5 separate regions of the Mus musculus genome follow, and regions 1, 2, 3 and 5 are each linked to region 4. The links are chromatin contacts, called in public HiChIP or PLAC-seq and promoter capture Hi-C maps. All regions are on one chromosome and are shown on one strand. Each heading gives the region's core, a stretch centred on a gene start, on an enhancer-like site or on the middle of the called end of the contact. The rest is flanking DNA. Distances are from core to core; before and after follow the strand shown.

Evidence for each region. Promoter capture Hi-C pulls out the DNA fragments that hold promoters and counts their contacts. HiChIP or PLAC-seq counts read pairs in DNA pulled down with a chosen protein or histone mark.
Region 1: a FOXA1 HiChIP or PLAC-seq map of pancreatic cancer cells shows a contact between it and region 4. The contact joins the promoter of Hnrnpk here to the promoter of Smad5 in region 4. A contact is called at or near these places in 1 of 115 datasets of contacts at active chromatin or transcription factors (pancreatic cancer cells) and 1 of 9 other capture datasets (liver).
Region 2: a contact with region 4 is called in a promoter capture Hi-C map of liver, with 5 times the contacts expected there. The contact joins the promoter of 2210016F16Rik here to the promoter of Smad5 in region 4. A contact is called at or near these places in 2 of 39 promoter capture datasets (liver and pre-B cells) and 1 of 9 other capture datasets (liver).
Region 3: a promoter capture Hi-C map of hippocampal neurons shows a contact between it and region 4, with 5 times the contacts expected there. The contact joins the promoter of Spock1 here to the promoter of Smad5 in region 4. A contact is called at or near these places in 1 of 39 promoter capture datasets (hippocampal neurons) and 1 of 115 datasets of contacts at active chromatin or transcription factors (stem cell-derived neural progenitor cells).
Region 5: a contact with region 4 is called in a promoter capture Hi-C map of pre-B cells, with 3 times the contacts expected there. The contact joins the promoter of B4galt7 here to the promoter of Smad5 in region 4. A contact is called at or near these places in 2 of 39 promoter capture datasets (liver and pre-B cells).

The regions. Positions count from the first base shown.
Region 1 is chr13:58,401,254-58,403,953 of GRCm38.p6, reverse strand. Hnrnpk (heterogeneous nuclear ribonucleoprotein K) reads left to right here and starts at 1,442. Exons shown (of 16, transcript NM_025279.3): 1 at 1,442-1,561. Rmi1 (RecQ mediated genome instability 1) reads right to left here and starts at 1,357. Exons shown (of 3, transcript NM_028904.3): 1 at 1,165-1,357.
Region 2 is chr13:58,383,961-58,386,822 of GRCm38.p6, reverse strand. It overlaps 2210016F16Rik (RIKEN cDNA 2210016F16 gene), which reads left to right and starts at 1,598. Exons shown (of 4, transcript NM_027335.1): 1 at 1,598-1,999; 2 at 2,414-2,673. The coding sequence starts at 1,669.
Region 3 is chr13:57,906,909-57,909,608 of GRCm38.p6, reverse strand. Spock1 (sparc/osteonectin, cwcv and kazal-like domains proteoglycan 1) reads left to right here and starts at 1,277. Exons shown (of 12, transcript NM_009262.3): 1 at 1,277-1,417; 2 at 2,022-2,207. The coding sequence starts at 2,022.
Region 4 is chr13:56,701,442-56,704,276 of GRCm38.p6, reverse strand. It overlaps Smad5 (SMAD family member 5), which reads right to left and starts at 1,267. Exons shown (of 7, transcript NM_008541.3): 1 at 1,146-1,267.
Region 5 is chr13:55,598,534-55,601,298 of GRCm38.p6, reverse strand. It overlaps B4galt7 (xylosylprotein beta1,4-galactosyltransferase, polypeptide 7 (galactosyltransferase I)), which reads right to left and starts at 1,403. Exons shown (of 6, transcript NM_146045.2): 1 at 1,107-1,403. The coding sequence starts at 1,156.

The DNA of each region.
Region 1 (2,700 bases), core at 193-2,692, 1.7 Mb before region 4:
AAAAAAGTTGTTAGCGGGGTGGTGGAGGCGGCTATGCAGGCAATAATCTCAGCACTCGGGAGGCAGAGACAGGGGGATCTCTGAGTTCCAGACCAGCCAGGGTTACACGGAGAAACCTTGCCTCGGAAAAAAAAAATGTTGTACTAGAAATACTAACTTGCCGGGCAGTGGTGGCACACGCTTTTACTCCCAGCACTTGGGAGGCAGAGGCATTGGATTTCTGAGTTCGAGGCCAGCCTGGTCTACAGAGTTCCAGGACAGCCAAGACTACACAGAGAAACCCTGTCTCGGAAAAAAAAAAAAAAAAAAGAAAAAGAAAAAAAGAAATACTAACTTTAGCTGGCCATGGTTACGCTTGCCTTTAATCCCTGCTTTGGGAGGACGAGGCAGGTGGATCTCTTGAGAGACCCTCCGGGTCAAAAACCACCATATGAAAAATCTTGAGCCAGGAGTGGGGGCACACGCTTTTAATGCCAGCGTTTGAGAGGCAGCGGCAGGAGATCTACAGGATCCCACGACAGCCAGGGCTACACTAGGCTGTCTCAGAACGAGAGCCCCCTCACCAGATCCTCAAGCCCCAGTCTCTTCTGTCAGTTAGGTAAAGGATGGCTCGACCGCTCTGTAACGGAGCGATTTACAGGGTGCTGGCCGGTGTGCACATTTTGGGATTATTCGAGGGAAAGGTAGGACAGGGTGCGCTCGCACACACGCCTCGCTAACTGGAGGTCACCCCTACAGGCTGACATCCGGACATCAGCCAGAGTCTGGGGACCGTGGAGCTCTGCTGTGAGGATGAGGAGCGAGGCGAGCACCCGCAGTGACCCTCCCTTCCCCTGGTGGGGCAGCCATGGCGGGGCAGTGTGCCTGCGAGCTTTCTCAGGGAGGGTCCCAGGGAGCGCTGCAGCACGGACGCGCGGGCATTCCCTACGCGGCGTTCCCGGGGGGTCTGCATCGCACCGGCCCAACACGGAAGTAAGCCCCGGGCTCCCTGGGAGCGGGCGCCGCTTCCAGCCCTCCCCCGCCCTCCCCGCCGGGGGAGCCGTTAGCACAGCGGGTTTCCCGGGCGCCGCGGAGGGGGCGCAGAGCCCGCAGCGCCGGGGAGGGAGGGGGCGAGCGAGACGCGACAACGGGTAGCTGCGGAACCCGGGCGGAGCACCGACCGACCTGGCCTTCCCGCCTCGCCTCGCCTCGCCTCGCACCGCAGCGTGATCCCAGGGCCGCGCGCCGCTCTCCCTCTCCCGTTCCCAGCTGGGTTCTCTTTTCCCTCTTTCACTTCTTCCCGCCCAATCGGGCGCTCACGGGGCGACCGTCCCTCCTCCAATCGCGCCAAACTCCCTCGGGGCTCGAAAATCCCCCCGCAGTCGCCCCTCCCGGCACACGTGAGCAGCGCCGCTGAAGTCTCGCGAGAGGTCTGTCACTACTCCCCTCCCCCTCACCACAGAGTGCGCGAACGAGAAAGGAGGAGGGCGCTACAGGCGACAGCGCTGCAGACGCCATTATCCTCTGCTTCTCCGCTGCACGGACGTCGCCGTCGTGCTCGTCTCCCACTCGATTGCGGCCTGTAGGTATCTGGGTGGGCTAGGGCTTCGGGGTAGCGAGTCCCCGGAGCGGGTTGGCGCCCCGGGATGGCGGCTTGGGCTATCCCCATGCCCGAGTTTTCTCAGGCCCGCGGCCTTCCAGCCCAAAGGGAGTCGCCGGCGGAAGGCGGGGTTCTCGGCGCCGTAATTGACGCGGCCACGGGCCAATCGCTTCGCGCTCGCACCACCGCCGAAGCCTGGGCAGCCAATGGGGCGCGACGCTGAAGTGGGAGGGGGTTTGTCCTCGTTCTCTGTCTAGCAGTGACCGACCGTCGGAGGCGGCGCGGCCGGGAGGCAACGGCGGACTCGCGCGGTGAGCGGGACGGGCGGGTCGCGCTGGCTGGAGCGGGGTCGGACGCCGTAGTCGGCTGTCCGGGGTGGCGTTCGGGGCGGCCGTGGCCCGCCGGGGAACGTTGCCCGGGTTCCCCTCCCCCCACCGCCGCCATTTCCCCGAGCGTGCCCCTGCGGTTGGCGTGCCGGCGCTAGGTGGCTTGAGGGACCCGGGAAGGAGAGGCCTGTGGGTTTGCGACGCGGGCGCCCCGTGTGGAGGGAGCGCCGGGCCGTCCGGTGGACTCGCGGGTGTGGTGTGTGTGTGTGCGCCCCGGCCGCCCTTTGTCCCTCCACGGCGTGGGCCTCCCTCCTCACCCCACCTCCGGGGTGGGGGGTGCTGCGCGGCGGGGCCGATGGGGCGGCCGCGGCGGCTTTGTCTCGGGTGGTGGGGGAGGTGCGGGGGACGGGCGCTCGCGAGCCCGCGTGCTGGGTGGGGGAGGGGGGTCTCGCGCGACTCCGCCTAGTCGCACGTAGTCGCCATTACGCGGGCCGCCATTTCCTGTCGGATCCGGGTGAGGAGAGGCTCGCCGCTCGGCGACGGTCGCTGGCCGCTGCTTCCAGGCCCGGCCCGTGGGCGGGAGGCGAGCGCGCGCGGTCGGTCTCGCTCGGCGGACCTGTTAACACCAGCGCGCTGTGGGAACAGCGGCCGCGGGACGAGAGGGCTGGCTGGGCCTGTTTGTGTGCGTAGACCCGGCTGATTTGCCTGAATCCATTTACCCCCGCGGCCGGGGGTTTAGCGGAGTGGCCGGCCGATCTCTGCATTTAAAGTGGTCCCCAGAGGGATCGTCATTTG
Region 2 (2,862 bases), core at 349-2,848, 1.7 Mb before region 4:
GCATCTGTTCTCAATTCAGGAATGAGACAGGGCTGCCCATCCTCCTTAGTTTTTCAGGATACTCTTTGAAGTCTTAGCTATGGAAATAAGACCAAAGTAAGTGATAAAAAAGGAAACAGGAAAAGAATCGAACTATTCCTACTTGCAAATGATGTGTTTCTATACTTATAAGACATTATAGAGGCGTTTGAGAGATGCCCTCAAAGTTAAGAGTACTGGCTTCTCTTCCAGTGGACCCAGGTCTGAACCCAGTACCCATATGGCTGTTCCCAATATCTTGTAACTCCAGTTCCAGGGGCTCCAACACCCTCTTCTAGCCTCTGCAGGCAGCAGGCACACACATGGAACACATACATGCATGCAGGCAAAACATTCATACACAAAATAAAAATACTTTTTTCTAAAAAGACCTTTATGGAATCTACTAGGAAACTCTTTAATTAAAGCAAAATTGCAGGATAGAAAAATCAGTATTTAAAAGAAAAAACAAAGCCGCGTATGGTGGCCTATGCCTTCAATCCTAGCACTGAGAAGATAGAGGCAGGTAGATCTATATGAGTTTGAGTCTAGCTGGTCCACATAGTAAATTCCAGGTGATCCAAGGCCACAGAGGCCTTGCCTCAGAACAACAATGAGAAACGCCCAGATAATAAAAACATACTTTCATACTGATTCTGCATCTCCAGGCATCTTTTCAACATTGACCAATGTATCTTAAGTATGTTAAGTTTTAGGGGTTGGGTTGATACTTTATAATTCCTACTTTGTTCCAGGTAACCCTATAGAGATGACTAGTCACACAGTTTATAATCAATTGAAAGTCTATTCCAGCTGGCTGGGACCACACCCAGGTAGGTATTCAGAGACCTAGGAGGTGTGGTTCCAACTGTCCAGATCAACAGTTTTTTAAAGGCAAGAAATCACACCCGGGTACTTTGCTTTGCAGCTGTACGAGGGCTTCCCAGAAAGCAAGATCTTTTAGCTAAGATAAGTTAGCTGACCTTTGGGCTCCTTGAATACAGTTGGGTAATTACCCACGGGACTCTTCATCAAGATCAGATTCTAGTTAAACCTGGAACCGCCTCAGCAAGAGTACAAGATGGAGGGACTTTTGCACTGTCTTGCTGTGACACACCTTGACCGTCAGAACGACTGGCGTTTGTGTCTGGTTCAGACAGTTCCCTTGATTTAGTCTGACAGACAAACACAGGCATACATTTCAATCTAGGCCATTGCTTGGTGGTGGGGAACCTCCTCCTGGAATCATTTCCCTTTCCTTGCAAACCTGGGATCACCATCACTCCTGTTGGATGCAAGGGCGTCAGATGCAAGGTTTAACTGTACTGTTCCCTCATGCAGTCAATGTTCCAGTGACTCCTAAACCTTCATTCGGCCTCTGAAGTGTGGGGTGTGCTGAGCGGCCCTCCGAGGCACCTAGCCTCGGGGTGGCGCCGGGCAGCAACCAGAGTCCCCACGCCCCGCGCGATCCCAAGCCTTCCTCAAAGACGGGAGTGCGACGGGGACGCGACAAGAAACACGACGGCCGAACACAAGGAGTCCCAGAGGCCGGCCGGAAGCTTCCCGCAGGGCAACTTCCGGACCTCAGACCCGGAAGTGGGCGCAAGTGCTTGGCCCTGGCGGAGGCCGAGGCTCCGGGTTCGAAACAGCATGGGGCCACCGCTTTCGCCGCGCGAGTCGGCGAGGTTCGTGGCCGAGAACAGTCGCGACGTGCTCGTGGACCACGAGGGCGTGCGCAGGGCGGCCGAGCTGCTGCTGCCCGCGGCCGCGGCGTGGCGCGTGGAGCAGTGGAAGTCCCTGCACGAGCTCAACCCGCGCGGGGCGGACGAGGCTGCGCTCGGCTGGGTGTTCCTGGTGGACTCGCTCAACTTCTCCTTCTGGGCCGAGCGGGAGGACAGCAAGTGTGCGGTGCGCTACGGCGGGACGCCCTACACTGGCTACTGGGCCCTGTGCGCCGCCGTCAACCGCGCGCTCGACCAAGGTGGGTGCCAGCCTTAAACCTGGGTGGGTGCTGCGAGGCGCGGGAGGTGACCTCTGCCCAAAGCAGAAGTCCGGACATACAGAAGCAATGTATGCCAATCAGCACAGGAGGCAAAGCCGGTTTTCTTAAAAAAAAAAAAAAAAAAAAAAAAATCATTAAAAAAAAAAAAAAGATTTATTTGCCGGGCGGTGGTGGCGCACGCCTTTAATCCCAGCACTCTGGAAGCAGAGGCAGGCAGAGTAGTCCTGTTCAGTGTAGAATTCAGACTACACTAGCCTCGAACCCACAGGGATCCCATCCAGCTGATTAGGCCAGCGCCACAACACTCTGCCTTCTTTAACATGAATTTGATTTCATATTTTTTGCTAATTGCAAAAAATTAAATAAAAAATCTGTGGATTGTTCTCTTTAAAGGGATACCGATAACCAGCGCCTCCTACTACGCCACAGTGAGCCTCGAGCAGGTGCGGGATATATTTCGTTCAGACACAGCTGTGCCCATGCCTTTAATGGAAGAGAGACATCGGATTCTCAATGAAACTGGGAAAATCCTACTGGAGAAGTTTGGAGGCTCTTTTCTTAACTGTGTCCAAAAAAGTGGCAGAAGTGCGCAGAAGTTAATGCAGCTGATTGTTGAGAACTTCCCTTCTTACAGGGACGAGGCAGAGTTTGAGGTGAGTTTGTTGCTGAGGGAGGGGTTTAGCAGGTATGATCATTCTGAGTTAATGCTTTTCCTTCCAAAGCCAGGTTTAAGGCCAGCAACTTAAAATTTGAAGTTTGTTCACTGTGGACAAGAAGCAATAACAAAATGTGCTTAAAATCTATCCCTTTTTATTTTTTCTAATCGGAGATTTCCTTTATTT
Region 3 (2,700 bases), core at 28-2,527, 1.2 Mb before region 4:
ATAAGATACTCTCTGGGTGAGGTGTTTCCCCAACATGAAAAAAAAAGACTCCACTTCTCCTGTACTAAGGCCTCCCAGAATGCACAAGAACTGCAATTCACATGCTTAAACCATGCCATCTGCCCAATTATTACAGCACGACTCACAACCGGCCACATCATCGTGGTGGCATATTGAAAAGCAGGGCTCAGGATCCCTCTGATACTGACTGTTGGTGGTGTGTCATGACTGGTGCAGCTGCTGAGAGCAAGGCAGATCGCACTGTCAGAGAGTTCCAGCCCACGGGAAGGTCACGCTTGCCATAAGTGACCTTAAGCGCAGTGAGCTTGCAGCTGGAGAAACACTGAGTTCTCAGGGCAGTGTCACCGAGGTCCTGGCCTGAATCACAGGGACCACAAATCTCGGAACAAATGGAGATGAGGCAGCTGCAGAATGCATTCAGATATTCTGGTAGCTCAAGTCTGCCCAGGGGCAAAGTGATCCCAGGCCTGGAGGAGCCCTTGCCACTGGGGTCTGACCCCAAGGCTAGCCTGTGTAGAAAGTGGGGACAAGAAGGCAGGGGTGGGTGGGTGGGTGGGGGCAAACAGAGGCAGAAGGGTAAGAGGGCAAGGACCAGGTGTGCAGGGGACTAGGGTTTGGGTGTTTCTCAGGGAAGTGTCCTGAAGGGTTTTGAGTTTGGTGTGTGTGTGTGTGTGTGTGTGTTCAGGGCTATAGGCTATAGCTGTGCCAAGAAGTAGGCAGCGATGCACCTGTTAAGTCGCTCCCACCCCTATTAAACCAAACACGCTGAGTATTTGGAAAGAGAAGAGAGGGCTGGGTCAAGGCCAGCTTTCTCCTTCTGTCCGTGCTTGAAGCTGGAGGTCGGTTCCACAGGACTCTTAGGGGTGGCTCTGGTTGGAGATCAGACTTAGAGATGCTGGGTGTATGGCTTGAACCAGGGAGTAGAGAAGTTCACCTAAATATTGTCTGTGCACAAGACGCAACAGGGACTCATTTAAAGGGCCGACTCTTGGAGAGAGTCTCCTCTCTCCACCGTAGAGATTCTGAGACGGGTGTCCCAAGCACTTACTCGTTGAGAGTCCCTCAACACTGGCGACTTCTTGGCCTTCTAACATCATTTCCCTGAGCTTGAAATCTGTGTCAGCCCTGTAGAGCTGCGAATGAATCACGCTCCCGGATGGGACCGCTGAGCGCCAAGTAGCCGCCAGGGGGCGCCAGAGGCCTCGGCTAGGAGCTCAGGCTTCTCCGCCCGCGGACGCCGCGCCCGAGACGAGCCAGAGCGCTGCGGGCTCACAAAGCGGCCGGACGCGCGGCGGCGGCAGGTGCGCAAGGGAACGAGCCGGGCATCAGCCTTCCCAGCCACCGCGGTACAGGAACCCCAGCAACTCGGGCGCCGGGACTCGGGCGGGCTCCCAAGGTACGTGTCCGCAGAACACTGAGCCCCAACTTGGCATATTTGGCGTAGTTGGGACCTTCCTGAGGCCATCTCCCGGGCTGGCAGGGTCAGGGCCTGGGGGCATTTCTGCGTGTCCCTGTTGCGCAGAAGCCGCGGGCCGGGAGCAGAGAGACCTTTGCCTTAGCTGGGAACGGGAAGCCCGGCTTGAGGGCACCCCAAAGCCCCCGTCTGCCAGAGCCTGGGATGATGCTCAGAGCGCCGTTATCCCTATCCCTACACCAGAGCTGTGGGGCCCGTCTGTGGGAGTGCGGCTGGCACATTGAGCATCCGGGTTTTGGGGGAGATGTACTGGAGCCCCACAACGGAGAGCCGGTGAGAGGGTCTTCAGTAGTTTGACGGCGGCCCCGAGTCGGTGACCTAGGCTCTGCGTTTGTAGCTGTTTCCATGCATAAGGGCTCTCCAGGTGCAACCTCCGTCCCAGGTGTGAGAGGGACCACCCTGTCCCCGCGGTGAGCCCAGGCGCTGCAGCTTGTGCGCGCCCCTAGGCGCCCAGACACCCGGTGGGAGTGAGGGGCTTGAGGTAGCCCTGTTGTCACCGGCTCACGCCCGTGTGCCCTGCCCCCAGATGCCAGCGATCGCGGTGCTCGCGGCGGCCGCCGCGGCGTGGTGCTTCCTCCAAGTGGACAGCCGGCACCTGGACGCGCTGGCCGGTGGCGCGGCCCTCAACAACGCCAATTTCCTAGACAATGACCAGTGGCTGAGCACTGTCTCCCAGTATGACCGTGACAAGTACTGGAACCGCTTCCGAGATGTGAGTTCGGCTGGGGGTGGAAAATGGGGGGGGGGGGCTCAGAGACCAGTGTAGGGGTTGGGGGTGGTAGGTTCAAACCTCTCATGGAGGTCCACAGTGCATCCGTCTAGCCTGAGAGGAACTTTAAAGAGAACTTGGAAGGCTGGGTGCTCTTGCGTGTTACCTGTATTCCAGGTATGTGCACTTGTAGGATCGATGCAGCTGTCCTCACAGAAACAGGGCACAAACCTTAAGCAGCTTGGGGAGAGGGGCTCTCCAAGTGTCTGAGAGCTACTGATGGCAGACTGACTTTACCAAACCCTGGAAGGAAGGTCCTGGGAGCTGCAGGATCTGGCTATCTTTTGGGTGCATCAGGAAAAAAAAATCTCTAGTGATGTGTATAGCTCATTTATTAAGAAGCCATGAGGTCAGGCATGAGGGGAGGTCTTGGGGGCCTCCTGGCAATGAACTTGATGGGATAGCAGGGAACAGTGCAGTGGCTTGGAGTCTTCCA
Region 4 (2,835 bases), core at 18-2,517:
GAGTTCAAGGTCTGCCTAGCAAAACCCTGTCAGAAAGAAAAGAAATCACATGTACCCTTTCGCTTAGCCTCTGTCAAAGCAACCAACAAATTCCATTGATCGCCCAGTGTCCGTTGCTAGGTAGGCATACACTTGATAGTGCTAGGCAACAGGCATGATGTGATCAACTCCACCAGACTTCAAAACTTTTTCCACAGAAAGATAAACAAGATATACTTAGCACCACACCCATCTAAACGCAGCAGCAGCCAGAAATACCCACCCCCCACCCCCCTCCAGCTGCTCAGGAAACACTGTCTTTTACGATCAAGATAAAGATCTAGCCTACAGTGTTCGGCCGTTCCTGCCTTCCAGGTTGGCCGGGACTCCTTTCGCCGGGGCCATCACAAACCGGACACACACACACACACACACACACACACACACAGAGACACGCTTCGGATCGCTGGCACACCTCCAAATACCTCGACCATCCCCGCCAGCTCCTTCTGCAACCGAAAAGTCCGGGCCACTGAGCATGCTCTGACCCTAAGACGGCCGCCACCGGGGAAGTTCCCAGAGCTTAGGGTTCCCGGCTCGGCGCAGCCAGAAGCGCAGAGGAGAAAGGGCAGGGGGAGGGGATGGAGTCTGAACTTGGGCACGCATGCCCAAGGGAACCACCGGGACCGGGGCAGAGACAAAAGCTGCTTCGCTTCCTCACACAAAGTTTAGCGCAGCGAGGGAGCCTCTGCGACGTCCGGAGAGTGACGGGCGGGCGAGCGGGCGGGCGGGCGGGCGGGCGGGCGCAGGGGCGGGTCGCCGCCAGCCGGCTGGCCGGAGTGTAATTCCCACCGATAAGCGCGGATCCTTATCTCCCAGACACAAAGCGGCGGGGCGCGCGCTCGGCCTAGGCCGCCTGCGCGGCTCCGCGCGCGGGCCCGGGCGTCGGTGGCGCGCCGAGGTGGCAGCGGCCTCGTCCGCGCCGGCCTCGTCGGCCGCGCGGGGCCTCCTTAGCACCGGGGCCTCCCGCGCTGCGCGGAGCCCCGTCCCGTGCCGTCAGGTCCCGCGTGGGGAGCCTCTAGGCCTCCAGCCTCACGCGGGCCGCTGCCGCCGGCGCTTGTCCCTCCGCCGGGCCCCGAGCGCCCGCCCTGGGGCCCCTCACTCACCTCCCCGCCGCCCAGGCGCGCTCTCCTCACGCCGTCGCCGCGCTGTGCACGCGCCGCAACTTTATTAGCAGCTCGGCCCCGGGACAAGCGCTCGGCGCCCGCTCGCCGGGGACCCGGATGATGAGGGGGAGGGGGGGCGGCGGCGGAGGGCCGCGGCGGCCGGCGCATGCGCGTCGGGAGTGGCCGAGGCCTGGCTTCTGCTGTCCGCAGCGAGCCTGGAAGTGGCACTTGGGTTAGCCAAGCTCACCCGCCTTATAGCGAAACGGTCGTCCTCGCTCTGGAGAGCTGGAGACCTTTCTAGCCAATCTAAAGCGTTAAAAAGTATCTTCAGCTACAACTTCGCCGTTTTCATTGATTTGTAATAGAAACCCTAAGAGACAGAGACCTCTGGCTGAGCATCAGATACCACACAGCTTACTAGATGTAGCCTTAATATTGCTCCCAAAGGGGGAAAATCCTCTGCAGGTGGAGATAGTGCTGAACCCGGAGCTGAGGACGAGTGGCCATTTCTCAGGACACAGTCCCAGCTGTTCACGGGACACCGCCCCACATCTGGAAGCCGGGAGCGCCTTGAGCTCTCAGGCTTCAGCAAGTGGAGGCTTAGAGGTGCTCGAGCTGTCTTACAGGGTAGCTCTGTACTAATCCGGCTGTCTGGCTTCTCTTCCCCTCCAAACGGTCAGCTTGGACAGCAAGGGAAAGCTTTTTAAAATAGTTTCGTGTTTATTTTTAAAGGTCTTTAAAACTGATCCCCCCCCCCCCCACACACACACACCGGTTTTCTTTTTGAGTAAATTGGAACTATTTTTAACCTTTCCCAGTCAATCCCATCCTCCAATATCAATTCTGTAGATCCCTAATTCTGACAGTTTCTCCTCACTTTTATTACCACCTCCTCCGCCTGAACCAGGGTCACCTCACTTGACACACAAATGCGGCGGTTTCCATGTTTCTCCAGACTCCAACGGCTTGTTTCTATTTGGAAGAGATTAAATAAATGCCGTGAGGAGGCGTTTATGGAAGCAGCCATGTCAAAGGGTGATAGGTGAGAATCCGGCCAGAGCTGGGGAACTAGAGAGAGAGCACCAAGGGAAGGCAGCAGCTGTGACTGCAGCCAACCATCCGCAGGAAGAAATGTGGCAGTGTCCGCCCATTATTGGCAGATCTTCTGGCTTTTCGAAGAAAGTTGGAAATGCATCTTTTTCTATACTAAAAGGAAATCACACATTTATCTGATCAGCTGCCTCTTTGTCTCTTTCCTGGGCTCCCTGACCTGCCCTCCCCTTCTCTTTTTTAGACATTGAGAAGACTCACCCTGGTACAAGCCAAACAAAACAAGCCCATGGTCCCAATATAGCCTACAGGCCATCAGTGTGCAATCTCAGGTCTCCATCTTAAACTTCTTTACTACATCATAAACTCTGCGCAGGAGGACTCTGTATGCGCCAACACTGCCTGGCTTACTGATTCCTGGCTGTTAAGTCTTTGCTGTTACCGGCCCTTGGAAGGCATGGCTTCTGGAGCCTGGCATGGATTTACAACTCCCAGACGTACCTATAACCCTACTGAAAGAATGCCCTTTTTTCGGAACTGATGTTTGCAGCCGACTTTGCTTAATATTGTGTGTATCAGCGCCGTTCCTCACTTCAAGAAACTATTAAAAATCATTTCACAAATTGTGTGCATATTTGTA
Region 5 (2,765 bases), core at 154-2,653, 1.1 Mb after region 4:
AAATGTGTCATTCATTAAGTGAATATACACTAACGTGTTGGGGGAAAGAAAATGGGGGCCCCCAACCATAAATTACATTGTTCCTCCATACCTGTGACTTTGTTATTGTTATGGATCATAATATAAATATCTGATGTATGCAACCCATGGGGGGGCGCGACCCACAGGTTGAGAACCACTGGACTAGCCCAAGGTCCAAACAAAAAGATGCTTCAAGCCTAAAAGTGTAATGCCCCATAAATCTAGGCAGGAAAATCACCTCCGCCATTCTGTTTCAGTGAGAAATATCTTAAACTCGGGTATGAGCCAGACTCACACCTAACACTTAAAGCAGACCCCCACACAAGTACAGCAGCACAGGAAATGAACTACTGGGTGTGTCTAGTATAAGACAGGCAATGGCTAACCAACCAGGAAGAGAACACAGGAAGCTCTGTCTGGTGTGATCTTCCCGGCCAACCGCAAAGTATGAGAGGGCATGAAGGCGAAGGATAGGATTTGAAGTCACATGGATATGACGGGGCAGACAGAAAATAAATAAATAAATAAATAAAGACCTTCAGCGCCACAACACAGAGAGATCCGCTGTAAGAAACGAACAGAATCATCTGCTACATGAAAACAGACAGACAAACACACAAAGGCACAGGAGAAAGAGTGGTTCTCAGCCTTCCTACTGCTGCAGCCCTTTTATACAACTCCTCACGGTTGTGGTGGTCCCCAACCATAAATGTCGTCGTTATTCCACATTTGTGGTTTTGTTATTGTTATGAATCGTAACATAAATGTCTGATATATGCAACCCAAGGGGGCCGCGACCCACAGGTTGAGAGCCACTGGACTAGTTCGCGGTCCAAACAAAAAGATCAATGGAGAGAGCAAGGCAGAGACCCAGACACAGGGACGCGCAGAATAGAAGCTAGTAGGAAAAGAGAGCCGTGCAGACAATACCAATGACGTTCCCCCCACCCCCAGAGAACCACAAACACTCAGGGTGACCCCCAGAAACCCAGATGCGACAGCGTAGGGCTGCTAAGATTTGCAGGAGGTCGAGAAAAGGAATGGCACCCAGGGGGACGCGGCTCCTGCCCGTTGCGGCCGCTCACCTGCCATCCTCCCAGGGCAGCTGCGCCGCTTTCCTCCGGGAGGGCAACATCGTGGCGGGACACAGCAGGACATGGGGCTCTGGCTCAAAGCCCCGCTGCCCGGCCTGCCCAGCCTACGCGGCGTCTCCGCCCCCGCCCCGCCCCCCGGTCCGCCGAGTCCGTCCCTCCGGTTGGGCCGGCTGCACCTCAGAGCCACAGCTTATAAGGTTCTGCTGTCTGGAGAACCGATGGCGGGACCTAGCTAGGTTCTCACTACATACAAGGGCCCACTGGATGTCACAAGAAAGGGAGTTCCCTCCCATCACCCAAGTCAAAGGCGACCAAACAAGCTAGAGACTAGCTGGAACTAGACGTGTACTGCATAACAGAACGTCTGGGATAAGGTACATCTTCCTCCTTTTTCCCCCAAGTGAAGGCTGGTATCATCGCAGCATTCCTACGGTCAGCCCAGCAGAGAAAGCACGTACTCTTGGAGCATAAGATCCAGTTCAGAATTCGGAGCTGATCTCGGAAGACTGATTGTGCTTCAAACACTGCTCTGATAATTTAACAACGCTGAGGCGAGTCGATTTCTCTGTGACGGTTTCATCACTTGGGTTATATAAATTGTTCGTATTCTGTGTGGTCATTGTAGGAAACGAAAACCCATTTGGTGCAGTGCTTGGCACAGTCACACTATATAAATGCTGTCGTCCGATTTGAGAACCTAAGGAATGAATAGGAGACTGAGCCGCCTCTTTGCCTGTGTGAATTTATCTACTCTCTTCCCCTCTTCCCCACCTGGGAAAAGAGAGGCAGTTACTAGACTTCATGTCTGTTCTTTCAGGCAAAATTTAATATTCTAATAAGTACCTAACATTTATTAAGTTTTACTTTGTGCTACTCATTTTTTTTTAAGATTTAGTTATTATATGTAAGTACACTGTAGCTGACTTCAGACAGTCCAGGAGAGGGCATCAGATCTCATTACGGATGGTTGTCAGCCCGTGAGCCACCATGTGGTTGCTGAGATTTGAACTCAGGACCTCTGGAAGAGCATCGAGCCATCTCTCCAGCTCCTGTTCTAAGTTCTTTATGGCTGTGCTTTTATTCAGTCTTTATGAATAGGTATTATTTCCATTGTGAAGATGAAAGGACCAAGGCACAGGCAGGTCATTGGTTTGTGTGCACAATCTTTCCAGCCACAATCCATGATCTCCAATTTCAAGTGCATTGTTTCAAGGTAGATCTTCACTATTGGTTAAGTTAATTGTTCTTAACTTTCTTTCCCCTCTTAAACCCTAACAAACACAACTCAATGATTTGCTCTGTGGCTCACCTAGGGCTCTGCATCCCACACCAGAAACTTACCAAGTCAACCATAGATGGGGCAGACCTTTTTTTTTTTTTTAATTTTCTTTTAAGATTTATTTTATATATGTGAGTACACTGTCACTCTCTTCAGACACATCAGAAGGCATCGGATGCCCATTACAGACGGTTGTGAGACACCATGTGGTTGCTGGGAATTGAACTCAGGACCTCTGGAAGATCAGTCAGTGCTCTTAACCACTGAGTCATCTCTCCAGCCTGATGTGGCAGATCTTAAAGGCAGGATTGACCTCCTGCAGAGACCAGTTAGGCAGGGCCATCAGGCGATAAGACAGTCAGGTGACCTGT